Linked DNA regions of Mus musculus: region 1 is linked to region 2. Evidence: chromatin contacts called from public promoter capture Hi-C data. All regions are on one chromosome and are shown on one strand. The core of a region is the stretch at or near the end of the contact, and the rest is flanking DNA. Distances in the headings are between cores, read along the strand shown.

Region 1 (3,045 bases), core at 432-2,931, 2.2 Mb after region 2:
TTAAGAGCATCAGCTGTTCTTCCAAGGGACCAGGGTTTGAGTCCCCATACGCCTAAGTGCAGTTCATAACTTGCTGTCTAGTTCTAATGGATCCTCTACCTTCTTCTGAACTTCTTGAGCACTGCAGCCAAGTGGCACACAGATATACATGAAGCAAAACACCTATATATGTAACATATAATCTTTTTAAAACTGAAAAACAAAAAACCCTTGTAATTCGTTTGTCCTCCATCTTAAAACATGTCAGTAATTTTTAAAAATATTTAATCTTTATTTAAAATAACTGTTTAGTGTGGGCTGAAGAGATGGCTCAGTGGTTAAGAGCACTGACTACTCTTCTAGAGGTCCTGAGTTCAATCCCAGCAACCACATAGTGGCTCCCAACCATCTATAATGGGGTCTGATGCCCTCTTCTGGTGTGTCTGAAGAGAGCAATGGTGAAAACATTTTAAACAAACAAACAAACAAGCTTTTTCAAAAATAAATAACTGCTTAGTGGTTTAAAAATACAAGAAATTAAAGAAATCTCCTAGAAAGGAACACAAAAATGTTAAGTGCACAGCATCTTATGACTAAGAACATAGTCTTATTTAGGAATCTGAGAAGACAGCCATGTTAGTAGTACCCACTAACACACTACAGATCACACTGGCTTGGCTTTCTCAGCAGAAATCACTCAGGCAGCAACTCTTCACTTCGACAAAATAGAAAAGTCTATCCTAGTGGTTTAAGCAGGAAAGCTACGCAAAATGACTCACAATGGAGATGTTTTCCTTATTCCTGTCAAATCCTTCACCAAAGTAGCTTGAAGATCCTAGTATAAAAAGAAATTTACAAACAAACACCCAAAACACATACATACAGTGAACATCAACAGCTCCGAGGTAGCACCAAACCCTGAACGCCAAAGGAAATAAATAAGTCAAGGTGAAGTTATTCCCAAGCTGTTCTACCAACCTTCTCCAAATAAACAATAGATCAACTAAACGACAGCAGGCCAAGCTCATATGTTCTTTCCAGTTTCAGAATTATGAGTAGAGCGCGCAGCTGAGTCGAAGAGTAAACGCGTCCTCGAATCTAGAAAGGGATTCACATTTCTCCTAAGTAGTTACCACTCAAGTACAAATCCGACCCGGGAGAGGTTCAACAATTGGGTCCCATTTGCCGCAAGCACTTGATTAGGGCCTAACTCCTCAGTAGCCCGCGACAGGCACCAGGTCAGCCATTAGAAACTGGCTCAAATAAGATTAAAAGCTGCGACAGACCGACCCAAAAAAAAAAAAAAAGAGAGAGAGAGAAAACGCCGCGGGACGTAAGAGGACGCCCCTTAACACGGAAAACTTGGGGTGTCGGTTGAACAGACAGGGTGGGAGTGCGGCCCCCGGGCGGGAGGGCCAAAGGGCCCCTCCCCGACCCGCCCGCCCGCTCGCAGCACAGAAAGGAAAACACTCTTCGACCTCCGGCCGCTGCCGCCCGCACCCGGAGGCTCTCGCGCTCCCCGCCCCGCGGCCGCCTCACCCAGCCAGCCCTGCCGCGCCCGCGCTCCCTCACCCCTCCGGCCGCACGCGAAGCCGCCCTGGACATCAGCGCGGCCCCCAGCGCACCCTCAGGCCCCGACGCAGCAGCCGCGACACCGGCCGCCGCGGGCTGTTAAGCCCGGCTCGGTGGGAGGCTCCCGACGCTGCCCTCACCCATCTCCGCCTCCCCAGTCGCCCCCGCCTCCGCCTCCTCCTCCCGAGGCTGCGCTGCTCCCAGCCACCCCCACTCTCCGCGGCCCTCGACAGGAAAGACGGCGGGGAGAAGCCTCACCGGGTTCTGGCTGCAGCTCCGCGGAACGAACCTCCCCTCCCCCGGCCCACCCCCCTTCGGCGACACGCACAACTCCGCTCGGTCCAGTCCCGGCTTTAGCGCTGGTGAGGAGGAGGCAGAGGAGGCGGTGGCACGGCGGGGCCCGGGGAGGCCCCGCCCTCCGCACGCTCATTGGCTGATGGCGTGGGCGGCACGGAATGCCTCGGGCAGGCTCCATTGGCCCAGTCGGCCTTCTTTCAGGACCCTCCTCGGTGAGGTAGTCACGGCGGCTGTCCGTCAGACCTGGGCCACGCCCTCGGGCCTGCCGGCCCCCCCCCCCCCCCCCCCCGCCGCCAGCCCCGGGCTGGGCCGGCCCTCCCTCTCTTCCGCCCTCCCTCCGTGCCCCCGCCCCGCCCCCACTCGCGGGGTCTGCCCGGGTCAGGAGCCCGAGTGGCGCTGCCCGCAGTTCGGCTCGCGCTTCGGCCCTGGGGGCGGGCGATATTCGTCGAGGCTTCCGGTGGGCCCGGGATCGGGACACTGGGTCTCGGCCTCCAGACGGTCGCCACGGCCCTTTGCGACTCTGCTCGAGGAGAGACGCGGCCTCGATGTCCCGGCGTCCTCCCTGTCCAGGCCCCCAAGACCCCGGCGACTGGCGAGCCCGGCAATGCCTGCGGCGGACCGAGGGGGCGAGCCCGGCCGCGGCCGCAAGGGGACTGGTGCGCTGGCGGCCGTGCAGGCGCTTCCACCTTGCCTGGCCCGTGGGAAGGGTGTCCCACCTCCGCCATGGCTGCGGCGGGAGGAGACGTCGGCCTCCATTTTGTGGGATCTGTTGGGAGAACTTGGGGCCCATCAGAACCGAACCCGTGGGGACGAGAAACTTGGCCCGGAACGAGTCCGATCGCGCTCTACCATAGGCCTTGTCCTCGGCCGCCAAGAGTTTGCGCGCCGAGATTGCGGCGGGGCCACAGGACAGTGGTGACCCCAGACTGCCGCCGGGCAAGATGGAGCCCCGGGCTCCCTTAGCGGGCTCGCGCCCCTGGGACCTGGGCTGTCTGGCCTTGGCCGTCGGTGCCTGGCCGAGCACGCGCTCTCCGGCCTGCCCGGCGCCTGTCCTCCACGTTTGCCGGGCCTCGGGCCATCGCGTGCCCTTCGCTTCATCCTGGCTCCGTGGGCAGTGACCCTCTAATGGGAGTCCCACCGGACGCATTCGGAGCGGAGCCGCTGGAGGGCGGCACGAGGGTCTTTTGTTCCTCGTCT
Region 2 (2,813 bases), core at 185-2,684:
TTCCTTTTCTAGCCTGGGCACACAGCTAGGGGACTAGAAAAGGTAGATGGACCGACAGAAAGGGCTTAAAACTGAGAGGTTGGTATTCATCAACACACAGCCTTCCTTATCCAGAGGGTCAGGCTCAAAGACAAGGAGTGAGTGCAGCTTGAGTCGGGCTGGACTCAGGAAAGCCTCCCCTGCCCCTGAGGAACCCCACGTCTCCAGACTGTCTCCAGCCCATTCTGCCAGTCTCGGTCTTTAAGGGGAATTGGTCTAAGGGAACAGAGTGGGGCTACATCTGGAAGAATTGGGAACAGGGCTGCAGGCAGTGCAGGGGGACCAAGAGAGGTGAAGTGGAGGCTGACCCAGGGGCCAGAGACAGCGTGATTGAAGGCTTGGGGCCAAGAATCTGGGAGGGTCTGGCAGATGGGGAAGACCAGATGAGAAACAGACAGACCACGGAGAGAGAAGGGCAGCAAGAGAGAAAAGCAAAGACATCAGGGAAGCAGCCTGAGTGTCTGAAAGGCAGAGAGGAGTCCTGGGTACCAGGCTTGGGAACTGGTAGGGGCAGGTGAACCTTTCTCTCTCTCTCTCTCTCTCTCTCTCTCTCTCTCTCTCTCTCTCTCTCTCTCTCTCTCTCTCTCTCTCTCTCTCTCTCTCTCTCTCTCTCTGTGTGTGTGTGTATGTGTGTGTGTGTGTGAGATCAGGCCTCGGAACTTCATTCTGGTAGAGTAAGCTACTAGGAGCAGTAGAGGTAGGGAGGGGCTGCGGGAAAGGAGGTGGAGAGAGAGGACCCTTCCCATTTCTCTCCCTCCTCCTGAAGGGGCCCATGGTCAGGTAGCTGTGCCCCTCCTCCTTCCCCAGAGCAGACACACACCTGACAGGCCGTTTGCTCCCCAGAGAAAAGAAGCCAGAGGGCAGCAGGGGACCAGAGAGGTAGGCGGGACGAAGAGGAGAGAAGGAAGGAAACGGAGGAGTGGGGAAACAGGATAGCAGGAGGGAACGAGGAGAGGAGAGGAAAGGAGAGGGAGGTAATGAGAGAGAGGAAAGGAGAGCGGGAAAAGAGGAGAAAGGTAAAGGAAGAAAAAGGCAGAAGAGGTGGGAAGAGACAGGGCAAGAGGGAGAGAGAAGGGGCAGAGAGGCGGAAGGGTGAAGAAAAATCGGGAGGCAAAGGGAGAGAGGTGTGTGAGATGGGAGAGAGCAGAGCGCGGGAGAACCGAGCCGGCACGGCTCTCAGCCAGAGCGCACCGCAAGCTGCGGACCCCCCGCTGCCCCCGCGAGGATTCCCGACCCGGGCAGGCGCCCTTACCTGGCACTACCGAGGGGCCCGGGACCGCGAACAGCGCCCCGCCCGCCTCCGTCGCTGGCTCCCGGGGGCACAGCCCCAAGCCGATCCAAGCCGGCGCCGCGGCTCCGCTGCAGGTCTGAGCGGCCCCGGCGAGAACAAGGGAGCGAGACGGAGGGGGCGGGGGAAGGAGGCTCCGCCTGCCGAGGAGAGGCGGCTCGCGCGGGAGAGGAGAGCCCTGCCTCCGACCCTCCCCAGCCAGTCCCCGCCCCCGCGGCTCCCGGGCTGCTGGGCGCATACAGATGCGGGGCCCCTCCCGGGCCAGCCCGCAGCACGGCAAGGTACAGGGGTAGCACGGCTAGGCTATTATTCCCAGGGCCTGGCGGAGGAGACTCAACACGATCGGCCAGCACAGCACCTGCGGAGGCACACCGTGAGGCGGGGCGCTGGGAGAGCACTGCGGGAGACCCGGCTTCACGTTCTGGATTCGGGTGCGGCTGCGAGGCTACCGACTCAGGACCTTGTGCGGGTCACGACGGCGAGTTCAGTCAGCTAGGGTGAACTTCAGGATGGCAGGGGAAGCAGGAGTCTAGGGAGCTCGCCAGGGACAGGGGAAAGATAACGGTGGGCAGTGAGAACCTTTTTTGGGGAAGCTCTTTGCAAGATCTAAAGAGTGTGTGCACCCCCTGGTGGCAGTTGTGGGAAGCACCTTGAAGGGCGACCAAATGCCTAATTGTGCAGGGGGACCGGGAGGCCGACCCTGCCGGCTGTTGGGGTACTGCAAAAGAAACAGGCCACCCTATTTCCCAGAGTAAAAAGACATACAGCTTTGGACTGATTAGAGACAAAGTGGGGATGAAGGTTCCCGAGGAAGGCCGCTGCCCCAGAAGAACGCAGATGCCCACCGTCACAGCCATTCACCTTCCCCTTTCACCCAAACTCTTCCCAAGGAAAGGCACTCAAATGCTAGTCAAAACTAAGTCAGATTTTTATTTTTCCATAGACCACATCATTTAATAATAAAAAAAATAAAAATAAAAATTGAACAAAAGGAAAAGGTGGCTATAAAGTGGAACCAGCGGGCAAGAGACTGCAGGCCAGAGAACAGGGGACTGCAGGGGCCTGGGACTCAGGAGAGGCTGATTCAGCTCATAGGTGACCCAGTCCTGGCCCCAGCTGTCCCCAAAAGGCTGAGTACCAAGGGAGGCGGAACGCAGGATGGAGGGAAAATGAGCGTGGGACACTGGTTATTCCCACGTACGGCCACATCTTCCCTTCATAGCCTAGCTCTTCCCTCTCAGACTTAACAGGAAGAAAGGAGAGGGCCAAGTTCCAAGAGTTAGGTTGGGGAACAGGGAGATTGCCACTGCTCCATTTGATATGAGGGGACGTGTGGCAGTTATAGTTCAGCACTGAGCAATGGTGTGAGACCCTTGGTTCCAGGGTGGTGGTGACTGTACCTATCCCTCTGTGGCCTTTGACCTCCCAGGACCAAGTGGCAGGTACCTGCAGCTCTCTAGTGTTTTCTTGGCTAGCGGCGCCCACC

The links. Promoter capture Hi-C pulls out the DNA fragments that hold promoters and counts their contacts.
Region 1: a contact with region 2 is called in a promoter capture Hi-C map of liver, with 5 times the contacts expected there. The contact joins the promoter of Zmym5 here to the promoter of Cdh24 in region 2. A contact is called at or near these places in 4 of 39 promoter capture datasets (hippocampal neurons, liver and pre-B cells).

The regions. Positions count from the first base shown.
Region 1 is chr14:56,809,783-56,812,827 of GRCm38.p6, forward strand. It overlaps Zmym5 (zinc finger, MYM-type 5), which reads right to left and starts at 1,682. Exons shown (of 8, transcript NM_001253753.1): 1 at 1,552-1,682; 2 at 958-1,077. It overlaps 2410022M11Rik (RIKEN cDNA 2410022M11 gene), which reads left to right and starts at 2,207. Exons shown (of 1, transcript NR_152252.1): 1 at 2,207-3,045.
Region 2 is chr14:54,639,930-54,642,742 of GRCm38.p6, forward strand. Cdh24 (cadherin-like 24) reads right to left here and starts at 1,435. Exons shown (of 12, transcript NM_199470.2): 1 at 1,292-1,435. Acin1 (apoptotic chromatin condensation inducer 1) reads right to left here. Exons shown (of 19, transcript NM_023190.3): 19 at 2,232-2,813. The coding sequence ends at 2,799.